Regions from separate parts of the Xenopus laevis genome. Here region 2 is linked to region 1. A link is a contact called in public Hi-C data. All regions are on one chromosome and are shown on one strand. Each heading gives the region's core, a stretch centred on a gene start, on an enhancer-like site or on the middle of the called end of the contact. The rest is flanking DNA. Distances are from core to core; before and after follow the strand shown. Region 1 holds the start of yipf6.L (Yip1 domain family member 6 L homeolog). Region 2 overlaps ophn1.L (oligophrenin 1 L homeolog).

The links. A called contact is a pair of places that touch in the nucleus more often than the background predicts.
Region 2: a Hi-C map of the XL177 cell line shows a contact between it and region 1, with 4 times the contacts expected there. The contact joins the enhancer-like site here to the promoter of yipf6.L in region 1. A contact is called at or near these places in 2 of 4 Hi-C or Micro-C datasets (the XL177 cell line and the XTC cell line).

The regions. Positions count from the first base shown.
Region 1 is chr8L:30,393,666-30,396,810 of Xenopus_laevis_v10.1, reverse strand. yipf6.L (Yip1 domain family member 6 L homeolog) reads left to right here and starts at 1,721. Exons shown (of 7, transcript NM_001097837.1): 1 at 1,721-1,816. The coding sequence starts at 1,775. It also overlaps a transcript of ophn1.L not described here.
Region 2 is chr8L:30,464,187-30,467,125 of Xenopus_laevis_v10.1, reverse strand. ophn1.L (oligophrenin 1 L homeolog) reads right to left here. Exons shown (of 25, transcript NM_001086523.1): 11 at 1,532-1,623. Among protein-coding and RNA genes, the nearest start is that of ophn1.L, 46 kb to the right of the region's middle. Within about 2 kb of position 1,680, at least 1 of the 7 cell types and tissues checked has an H3K27ac peak or open chromatin away from gene starts, as enhancers often do.

The sequences.
Region 1 (3,145 bases), core at 472-2,971:
ACACCTAGGTAAGATTTAATTGAAACCTGAACCTGCTTAACCTGTAGATTCTGTCGGTTTGAGGTCATCTCGCTTATAAATATAAATATTGCCCTCTGCTGACAGGTACAATATTTAACAGCTCCCTGTAGTTACTTGCATGATGCTGCTGACTGTATTTTTTCCCCACTAATGCTTTCCTGCAATTAAAATTGATAGCAACCATCGAATTCCCCTGCTTCGTTCTATAACCCTTTCTATTCATTACAATATGCTGCTTGTAAATCAAGGACAATTTTTATAGGTTTAAGAGATTCCAGCGGCCTATGAAAAAATTACAGTTGGTCTCATACTAAACATGAGTTTGGACAGGTGCAAAGATCCCACTCTAAATCACGAAAAATAATTCCAATATTTTTCTCCTATCTGCGTACACTTTTTTTCTTAGCCTGTCTCTTTCAACCCTTTCCCCTTGTTATCTTTCCTTTGTTATGATTTGTCTTTTTTAATCTGTAGGTTCTGCCAGTTTGAGGTCAACTCACTTATAACTATGAATATTGACCTCTGCTGACAGGATAAATATTTTTAAATATAACAGCTCCCTGTAGCTACTTGCATGATGCTGCTGACTATTTTTTCCTGCAATTAAAATCCTATTGCAAACCTCTAATTCTCTTGCTTCATTCTATAACCCTTTTTATGCATTACAATATGCTACTTGTAAATCAAGGACAATCTTTATAGGTTTACAAGATTCCTATGAAATAATGACTGTTCTACTACTAAAAAATATGAAATGGACAGGTGCAAAGATCCCTTGTAAACGATGAAAAATAATTCCAATTGATTCCAGTATTTTTCTCCTATCTACATGCACATTTTTTCTTACCCTGTCCCTTGTTAACCTAACAAGTTCAGCATTTTTTTATTTCTCCTTCCCTGGGTTTTTATCTGTTTGTTATAAAGGGAAAGTGTGGCCATGACACAGGAATGGAAGATCATTAATTTGTATGATGTAAAGTGCCAGTGTCGGACTGGCCCACCGGGATACCAAGAAAACTCCCGGTGGGCCCAGGTATCACTGGAACCTCATGCAGCTAAATTTTTGGCCTATTTCCTGGCCATTCCATATTTCTATGAGAACAAAGAGGCTAAATAGAAGAATATTAGTACTGAGAGTGGGCCCCTGGTCTAAGGTTTTTGGGTGGGCCCCTGGTGTCCCAGTCCAACACTGTACAGTGCTGACAGATGCCAGCCCAACCCTGACAAACATGTGTCCACCATGTTGCCAAATAAATCAGAAGCGCATTTGGACTTTATAATTTGTACCCGCATTGATTTTAACTTCACTTCGCCTTAGGCCAATAGCACATGGAACTGCTGGAAGCCATTTTGCACATGTTCACCGCATATACACCCAGAATCCCCAAGCTGTACTTTTAAGGAACCGACAAAAATGACTCTCCCTAATCAGACTACAGCCTAGGCCCGTTTTGGGAGAAGATTGAGAAGCACCATCACCGGCGCCAAACGCTACAAACTGACTTGCACGGAACGGCGCACCTAACCTACTATCCCCTTAATAATCTCCGCCCAATTGAAAATTCCGAATGACTGCGCAGGCGCTCGCTAAGCCCACGCCCAGCACTTTTGCGTTGCCATAGAGACGTGTCAGCATCGAACGTCTACGCGTAAAGCAAGCGACAGAAAGGCGGAAGAAGTTCTCGGAGCATAGAGGTGACGTATTTAGATCCGACTCCACGTCTCAGCAGCCAGCCGGAAAGAAAGGAAAAACATGGCGGAAACAGAGGGAATTGGAGACGGCAGTAAGCAGCTGGTGAGAAACACTAGTGAAGGGGGGAATGTACAACTTTGGAGGGGATCTTTGATTAAACGGCATTTACAAACATTTTTGGGGTGGGGGTTATTAGTTCGACTTTTACTGTTATGGCCCAGTTTGGCTGCCCCAATACTTACAGTAGTTTTTACCTGGTAGTTGTCTGAGAATAATTCAGTCCCTGAAGCCGAGGGTGAACAAAAGCAGTGGCCGCTGTCGTCTGCTCGTAGCAGCTGATTTACTAAAACAGGCGCTAAATTGCTCCAGTGTAAATACACGTTGCAACCAATCAGATCGTTGCTTTCATTTCAAGGAGCCTGTCACTCGGAGTTACACATAATATGGTAATTTTTTTTTTATCAGGAGTCAATTACCCTGCCTGGATGTTTTTGGAGTGTGGGGGAATTGAGCACCATTTTGTTTTAAATCACCATTCAAAAATGTTCACTGTACAGAACTGATGCTAGAATTGATCATAAAGCCAGAAGAATTCTAAAAAAAATAAAGCAGATAAGGTTGGATAAAAAGTCCTAGGGATAGGCAGTGTTATGGCAGAACAAATTGTAGACAATAATATCTATATGGTGCTGGTTTTACTCTTATCTAAACATGTCCCTTTTATTAGAGCTCTATATAGATCTGCCATAGTCCCTGTTTCAAATGAGGGGTGGGCGTGGCCCGCCAGAAGCACAGTAGGAGGGTAATAGCCAATCGCAGCCCTGCATTGACATAACCAGAGACAAGCTTCAGTTCCCTATCAGGTCTGCTAGCTGCTGATTGATTGATGTTAACTATATGAAAAATTTGCCATTGGACACTACATGACTGTCCAGGAACGCTGAATGCTTCATTTTTGGTGGTGCAATAGTTGGCACTGCTGCCTTGCAGCTCTGGGGTTTTGGGTTCAGTTCCAGCCAAGGGGCACTGTCTGCAAGGCGTTTGTATGTTCTCCCTGTGTCTGCGTGGGTTTCCTCTCACATTCCAAAAACATACAGACAGGTTAACTGATTCCTGTTGAAATTGGCCCTATTGTTTGTGAATATGAAAGGAATGGGGTAGGGACAGATATGAATGATGTACATTCTCTGTAATGCGCTGCAGAATATCGTGGTGCTACATAAGGATAATCATTTTTATCAGTTTTTACATTACAGCATTGTTGAAGGTCTCATGTATTATTCCCTACATCATTCTGCCCAAAAGTCTATATTCACTAGTCTGCCTCTGTGCAGAGATCTGAATAAATCAGAGTGCCATCTGATTTCTCTTTGTTATTGCTACATGTATGGAACTGAAGAGCAGCAAAGTTCCCAGATAGAGCACCACAGT
Region 2 (2,939 bases), core at 431-2,930, 70 kb before region 1:
ACAAGACTTTCCTTCTCTGAAAGTTTTCTTCCGACGGTAGTCAGTCTGCTGAAATGAACAGCAGGCTGCGCTGTGGTTTCAAGTTCATTATAATAGTAGAATAAAAACTGCTAACACCTTAAAACTAGAATCAAAATCATTAAGTTGCAAAAGTGCGTACAAGAGCGCTCTGAGCAATTTTACATTAACTTGAGAGTTAACATTTACTGTAGCAAATTCATTGCTTTAATGAAGGTGCAACTATCAAGTGGCTGACATGTTTCTGCACTAATTTCGCCTTGTGTTGCCTGGGGGGAAAAATGGTAATTTGCTCTGGGAAACAAGAGGGGAAAAAAAAAAGATATCATTATTATGCTCCGTTGCTTTCCACATCAACCAATGGGATGGGTACCCCCCCACCCACCCCTTGTCAATGCCAGGCGCTGTCTGGACACAGGTTTGAAAAAAATTGGCAACATGAGAGATTTTTTTTGTCACCATGACGTAACTGAGAAAATTCCTTTATGAATTTTAATGCATTAATCCGGAATCCTAGTTGCAACAGTGGCCATGAAAATCCACCAAAGACCAATATTGTAAAGCAAAAGTTGACCTCAACCCAAAAACAGTTTTTTACATAAAGAAAAAAAAAATTCTAACCAACTTTCTCATACACATTACTAATAAAGCTTCTGCTTCATTGCTTCTGAATATAAACACAGATACTGTTCTCAACAGCAATTACATCTACTTATACAGGTATGGGAGCTGTTATGCTCGGGACCTGGGGTTTTCCAGAAAACGGATCCTTCCGTAATTTGTATCTTCATACCTTAACTCTACTAGAACATCATGTAAACATTAAAAAACCTGGCTGGTTTTGCTTCCAATAAGCATTACAGCGAATAAGGAAATCATTTTCAAAAATTGGGATTATTTGGATAAATGGAGTCTATGGGAGACGGCCTTTCTGTAATAACGTAATTTCTGGATAACGGGTTTCCGGATAACGAATCCCATACCCGTACTGTAAAATCATTAAAAATCTTTCATGAACGTATGCTGGAAAGTTGCTTAGACTTTTATTTTTTTATTAAGAACTGTTTTTGGGTGGCACTCCCCTTTAACAAAACAAAAAAAAACCCTATACACGTATAAAATATCCTAAATAATATTATAATAAAACAGAGGGACAAAAGTCTTGTTATGGTAAATCTATACACCCAAACAGAAGATACCCTACAGTACCCATATCCCTTCCTCACTCCTATTGTTCCCCCGAAACTATTAATCTAGATCTTCTTCCAGATTTTCCTTGCAATAAATAAAGCACTGATTTAGGTTGCATATACAATGGTGACATTCATATAGCTGATATAAATATTATGGCCCATAGATCTTTTTTTTTATTTGGAAAAATCTCATTAGAACAAGTGAAAATAATAAACAAGGGGAAGGTTCCCAGTAAGATGCACAGTGAGAGACTGCATGCATGCCCAGCCGAGAAGTGTGACCCTAAAACTTTCCTTATTAGGATACCCTCATTACTTACCTCTCATTGGTCGCTACATCAAAGCAAAACCTCTTGTCAATAGAATCGCTTTTCCTTCTGATGCAAGACTTGAGGGTCAGCTCCTGGTTCCCCTGCATGAGAGAGAGAAAGGCCAAAGTAAGGAGCCTGGGAGCTGGACTCAGGAGACAGATGGTGGGGAGGGGGATTAGCTGTCAGGCTTTCTTCGGCAGACAAAAAGGATTAAAGCGTCACAGAATACAGATACAATAACGCATCCAGCATCTTGTTATTGTGTACATCTGCACCGGGCTGCCATGATCCACTTAGCCACCTCATGTGATTCACCCTCCTTCAGACTAGGGCATATTAACCCCCAAGTTAACGTTCTTTAAATGAACTTTTGCTTATTGTTCATATAATCCAAGATTTTGCAGCTTTTTATATCATAATTGTTGCCAAAAGAAGGAAGGAAATAATATATACAGCTGTTCTTACATAAGATTCAATCATTATAAAGCAAGTAAGGGGTGAAAGTCTGCCTAGGTTTGGTAACCCTTAGCAACCAATAAGATGTTTTATTTTAATATTTTAATTGCACAGGACCAGTAAAGTATAAGATCTGATTGGTTGCTATGAGCAACAAAACCGGTGATGGATTTCTCCACTGTTTTACACAACATTATAAATAAGCACCTTGGTATATAGCATACGGCCCAACGTAGGGGCAAATTCACTAACCTCCGAAATTCGCCAGCGACGGCTTCGCTTACAGCGCAACACTTCGACAGGCGTAGAGTCGCAGGGACAATGCTCATTCACTAAGATCCGCATCTTAGTGAATTTGCATAGTTACGTCCATTCGCCAGAGCACAAATTCACTAGGCTTTACGGAGCAAAGTACAGCCAGAGTCTATCTCTTTCGCTAGCGAAGTTACGCCAGCGACCGCTAGTAAATCGATGAAGTACCGAAATGACGTCACACTGGAGAATTTTCGCCAGCATTAGTCACTTTGCCCTTTAGTAAATTTGCCATATAGAAAATCAAGACATTTAGACCGCACACAGATCTAGCCTGACCATGCCCTACAACCCACCCAATTTCAGGTAAGCCAATGTTTGTTAGTAGTCCACAACCTAAAATGGTCCCGCCTAAACTGGGACACCTCAAAGAAATGATGGAAACATGCAGTATAACCCCCCATTGTCAACATTATTCCAATCTATACGGATTCTGCTGGACACAGAATACTTTTTGCCTGTTGTATTAAATAGGAAATCTGCATTGTTTTTGCTCTTCTTAAACTAAAGAGAGTACAATCTGGAAACAAAAGTAATGTCACAGTTACATAGTTAATTTTGCTTGAAAAGAGATAAAAGTTCAACCCCTCCAAATGACACCCATTGCTTAAATATACAGTACACAAACCTACAGAGACCTATCTATTCA